2 separate regions of the Sus scrofa genome follow, and region 1 is linked to region 2. The links are chromatin contacts, called in public HiChIP or PLAC-seq maps. All regions are on one chromosome and are shown on one strand. Each heading gives the region's core, a stretch centred on a gene start, on an enhancer-like site or on the middle of the called end of the contact. The rest is flanking DNA. Distances are from core to core; before and after follow the strand shown. Region 1 has its middle 28 kb from the start of TAF8. Region 2 holds the start of CCND3 (cyclin D3).

What was found. HiChIP or PLAC-seq counts read pairs in DNA pulled down with a chosen protein or histone mark.
Region 1: a contact with region 2 is called in an H3K27ac HiChIP or PLAC-seq map of skeletal muscle. The contact joins the enhancer-like site here to the promoter of CCND3 in region 2. A contact is called at or near these places in 9 of 47 Hi-C or Micro-C datasets (alveolar macrophages, blood, epiblast stem cells and 3 more) and 2 of 2 datasets of contacts at active chromatin or transcription factors (alveolar macrophages and skeletal muscle).

What each region holds. Positions count from the first base shown.
Region 1 is chr7:37,153,485-37,156,184 of Sscrofa11.1, forward strand. It overlaps a transcript of CCND3 not described here. Among named protein-coding and RNA genes, the nearest start is that of TAF8, 28 kb to the right of the region's middle. Within about 2 kb of position 1,412, at least 38 of the 83 cell types and tissues checked have an H3K27ac peak or open chromatin away from gene starts, as enhancers often do. A contact at or near this core is called in alveolar macrophages, liver and skeletal muscle, where this site is marked.
Region 2 is chr7:37,093,507-37,096,206 of Sscrofa11.1, forward strand. It overlaps CCND3 (cyclin D3), which reads right to left and starts at 1,306. Exons shown (of 5, transcript NM_001078678.1): 1 at 1,109-1,306; 2 at 13-228. The coding sequence starts at 1,306.

The DNA.
Region 1 (2,700 bases), core at 162-2,661, 60 kb after region 2:
GGATATAGGAAGGCATGTAGTCAGCAATATGGCCTGTGGTCCCAATTATAGGAAAACAGCTATCTACACAGAAACAAGACTGGAAAGAAATATACCAAAATGTTAATGGTGATTATTTCTGAGTTGTGGGATCATGGTTCCTTTCTATTTTTCCTTTATGTTTTTCAAAGTTTCTACAATAAGCAAGTATTTCTCTCTTTCTTTTTTGTTTTTGTCTTTTCAGGGCTGCGCCTGCGGTATATGGAGGCTCCAGGCTAGGGGTCGAATCAGAGCTGCAGCAACGTGGGATCTGAGCTGCGTCTGTGACCTACATCAACAGTTCATGGCAACGCTGGATCCTTAATCCACTGGGCGAGGCCAGGGATCGAACCCTCGTGCTCAAGGATGCTAATCTGATTCTTAACGCGATGAGCCACAACGGGAACTCCAGCAAGGATTTCTCTTATAAGGAGACAAATATCATCATGTGGGTACTTGTCTTGCTGTTATACCATTATCTAGACTACTCAACCACACATGAACTCATCAAGGCAGTGACAACTCAGGTGACACTGTCCTGAAAACCACCCAGCCCTCAGAAAGTTTCCAGCCTGGTTAATATCAGTAGCGCTCACACACACACACACACACACACACACACACACACACACACACACACACACGGTACCATCATCATTTTCATTTTGTAGATGAAGAAACTGAGGCTCAAAGAGGTTAAAGTATCTTGCTCAAGGTCACTTATCAGAGTGCGGTCGTGGATCTGAGCCTAGATTTTGAACCCAGCCAGTCCAGTTCCAGAATGGATGTTCTCAACCACTCTCCCATGTTCAGCAAACTCAGACTAGCACCTCCCAACGAAGCCCGATACAGAATGACAGCGGTGAAGGCTACAATGGGGAGGATGGGAGTCGACCTTCCCATGGAATGGACTGGGCGCTTCGCATACTTTCCCTCATTTAGTTCTTGCAACTACCAGGGAAGAAGGTATTATTTTCATCTCCATGTTACCACCTACCAATGAGGAAACTGAGACTCGGACAGGGGTGTGACTCGCTTTGATACTTCAAGTTCACTAACCCCTCTGGCCCTCAGTTTCCTCCTCTCCTGGTAATAATTCCCAGCTCCCTGACGATGGAACGTATTAAACGAGAAAATAGATTCAAAACACTCATCACAGGGCCCAGGATACGTCCAGGGCTTCATAAATGTTAGCTACTGCGGCTATGATTCTTGGTTCCAAAGTTCACGCTCTTTCAACGGCCACAGGCTGACTTGCTAAGTGAGCCAAGGAGAGGGATCCATTCTGAGCGACGCCACAGGAAATGTCTGATGAATGAATGCAGTCCCAGAGGAGGGGCCATCTGCAGGGGCTGTGATGGAGCAGCGGCGGCTTGCCAGGTGGAGGAGGGCAGGGGCACGCCCTGGAGCACAGCGGCACATGCTTTGTTCCTGTCCCTCGCCCAGGCTCTCCCCTGCCCTGCACCCTCTCTGGCGTTCTTCCTTCCGGTTCTCCCGCCCCCTCTGCTCTGGGTCCCTTGCCTCAGCTGTTTCCTTAATCAGGGCCCCGCAGCCTGTGCAGCAGGGAGTGGGCGCCCCTGGCCCTGGGATGGCCCCTGATAAACAGCTGGATCCCTTGTTTGCAGAATCTGTCGTGTCCAAAGGAAAAGCAGAAACAAACCACGGGGGCTGGGAGGACTGCTGATAATAAGTCACTTCACTCCTGGGGCCCCGCCACTCTGTCCCCCAGCCTCTGCATCTAGGCCCTCCCACTTGCCCTTTAAGACCCCGTGTAGCAATGTCTCCTCTCCACCAAAATTTCCCTGACTGTACCCCCTGGCCCCCCACCGCTTGCTTGCAAGCTTCCATTGCAAGCAGCACAGAACCCATCCCAGCCACATATTCATTAAGTGGAAAGCGCTCAGCTGTTAGGGTCTCAACCAGACTGGGAGCTCCAGAGGGCAGACAGTTTGTCTCATGGGCCTAGCACACAATCTGTGAGAATTCTGCAACGATTGAGTAAAAGATGAGTGGACAGGTATTTTAAAAATCCACATATTGACATAGCAGAAACGGTTAAAATAGTATGTAGGTAGGCGTTCCCCTTGTAGGTCCACAGGTTCAGAATCCAAACTAGTATCCATGAGGAGGCAGATTTGATCCCTGGCCTCACTCAGCTGGTTAAGGATCCAGTGTTGCCACAAGCTTCAGTGCAGGTTATAAATGTGGCTTGGATCTGGCGTTGCTGTGGCTGTGTGGTAGGCCATCAGCTGAAGCTCTGATTCGACCCCGAGCCTGGGAACTTCCACGTGCTGCAGGTGTGGCCATAAAAAAACAAAACAAACAAACAAACAAACAAAAAAACACATAGGTGAGGTCAGGGTCTGGGAATTTTTTATTTTTCCAAAATAATAATTAGCATTTTGGGGGGGGCATGCCCGCAGCTTTATGAAAGTTCCCAGGCCAGGAATTGAACATACACCAACAGTATCGACCCAAGCCCCAGCAGTGACAAGGCCCTGTCCCTAACTCACTGAGCCACCAGGGAACTCCAATAATTAGCATTTTATATTTTAGCCATAAAATGTTCACTTGAAAGGCCATTTTTATTTCATTTGAGCGATTTATGAATAATGCCTCTTTCCTTTAGTTTTATACACCCAAGACAAAATTTAAAAATAAATTTAAAATTCATCTTGCCTT
Region 2 (2,700 bases), core at 56-2,555:
TTGTGCACGCACCCGCAGCTGGCGGGGAGAGACAGAGTGGTCCGTGTAGATGCACAGTTTTTCGATGGTCAGGGGCGTAGTCTCGCGCAGCTTGGAGGCCAGCAGCATGCAGACCGCACCCAGGAGCTGCAACTGCGCCTTGCGGGTGGGGACGCAGGACAGGTAGCGATCCAGGTAGTTCATGGCCAGGGGGAAGACTTCCTCCTCACAGCGCTGCTCCTCACACACCTGGGGGAGGGCGCACGGTCATTTCTGGGACAGAGGCAGAGGAGACGCAGCAGCACTAAAGGTTGGGGGGGGGGGCTGAAAGGGATTGGGACGGGGAGCAAGAAATGGCAGGGGGTAGGTGTCCTTACAGTGACAGGGACTAAAACGCAGGATGCGCCTTCCCCAAGGTGACGCCCCCCCCACTTCCTCGACGTTGCCTCCACCCCCACACCCGGGGCTGGGGAGAGGGGGGCTGTAAGCCAGAGGCTCCCTTAAGGATTCCAAACTGAGTCTGCCCTCCCCCATACCGAGGGCGATGGGGGACGGACGAGTCACCCACTGTAGCCAGAGAACTGGGACCTTACCCCCATTACCGCCACCCACTGCACACACCCAAAGGGAAGGGAGGAGACTCCAGCCGCGGCCTCCCGCACTTTTCATTTCCCTGACGGCCGGAACAGCGCGCGCCACCCCCACCGCCTTCCCCGCCAGAACCCCGCGACACACACAGGAACCGGCTCTGCGGCGGGGGCGGCTGAGCCCAAGGTTTTCCAGCCGCGCTCTCCAGAGAGGGCCGGGCAGGGGAGCAAGGCAGGAGACGCTGGGAGAAGCCGGAGGGGAGAGGGTGGCCCTTGTCCCGCTTTCCCGGCCCAAGAGAGGGTTAGTTAGGGTGCCAAACGACTGGCAGTCAAAGCCAGGGTTGGAGAAGAGAAAGAAAGGACCACCTGGGAGGCAGCCGGCTAGGGTGCGCGAGCGCAAGGCCAGGCCCCGGGGATGTGCGCCACAGAAACATCTTGATGATTGTTGTTGGGACCAGGATGTCCCGACAGGGCGGCCCCGGGATGTCCGGAGCTGGGGGACGCAAGGGTGGCGGGGGAGGGGAGACCAGTCCGGGCGGTACCTCCAGCATCCAGTACGCCAGCATCTTCCGCATGTGCGGCTTGATCTCCCTCTGCACACATTGGAAGTAGGAGGCGCGGGGCACATAGCGCTCCTCCAGGCGGAGCAGGCTCTGCAGGACCCGCTGGTCCCCCAGCAGCCGCGGGTCCGGCCCGGCCCGGGGCGCGTGCCGGGTGCCCTCGCAGCACAGCAGCTCCATACTCGGGCAGCGCACGGGCAGGGCGGGAGTGCGGGCTGGCGAGCCAGAACGCAAGGCGGCGGGCCGGAGAGCGCGGGGCGCGGGACTGGTGCTGGCGCTGGCACTCCGCGTTGGAGCCTCAGCCCGCCCCCGCCGCCGCGCGCCGCTTCCCTGACAGGCGCCCCGCCCCTCGCGACCGAGTAGCAACCGTGGAATGCTCGGACGTCGCGACGTCCCAAGGGGCGGGGCCTCCGGCGCCCAGACGGAAAGGGCGGGCGGGCGCTCCCCCCCACCCCGCCCCCGGGCGGCCGTATTGGTCCGCCGGGCGCGGGCCGGCCGGCTTCCGGGCGCTCCGAGCCTTCTGACCACCCGGTGCAGAGAGGTACTTTGGAGGTGGGGCTCTTCCCCACCTACAAGCCCTCCCGTTTGGCTGCTCAGACTCCAGTTGCCCAGGAAGAACTTTTCTCCAAAGGTTATTCATTCATTCAGTCAGTCATCAAACCCGACTTCACCCGCTGCTTGCTTTAGGGAATATGAATAATAATAAAGTAGCTAGTTCTTAAAAAAATAAAAAAAAGCTAGTTCTAGGTGAAGACTGTTGTAAGCACTTTTGATTCTTCATGAAAAAAGCTATGAATTAGGTCTTGTATTGGTTTTGAAATTGAGGAAACCGAAACACGGTAAATACAGTCTTAGTCTGAGCTATAGGATTGGGAAGCTGACAGTCTGACTCCAGAACCTGTGCTCTGCACCATTCCCTGCAGGATCAAAATCTGCATTTCAACAAGATCCCTGGTGATTCCTGTGCATATTAAAGTGCTAGAAGAGCTAGTCTAAATCCGCACATTTCAGAAATACAACGGGGCGGAAAGACCGTGGATTCAAGGCCTCACCTCTTCAAGTTGGCTGTGTGGCCTTGGAAAAACCCTGAAGTCCGCCTTAGTTTCTGTCTGAGGAAAACATGGGTGGGGAAACTAGATCCTTTTTGGAAGAGTTTCTTTAATTTTTGTTTTTCTTTTTATTTTTTAGGACCGCACCCAGAGCACATGGAGGTTCCCAGGCTAGGGGTCGAATCGGAGCTACAGCTGTCGGCCTACGCCAGAGCCACAGCAACACCAGATCCAAGCCTCATCTTCGACCTACACCACAGCTCACAGCAACGCCAGGTCCTTAACCCACTGATTGAGGCCAGGGATCGAACCCAAAACCTCATGGTTCCTAATCAGATTGGTTTCCACTGCACCACCACAGGAACTCCTCTGGTAATGCTCTAAATAGGAGGAGGCCATGGGGATCCCTGCCTCTCCTGGGGTCCTCCAAGTAGAGGAAACCCTAAGGAAGAGAGTTACCAGAGAGATGAGAGCCTATAGAAGAGGCAAGCTCTATGTTAAGGATTTTCTCTATCAGTTCTTTTT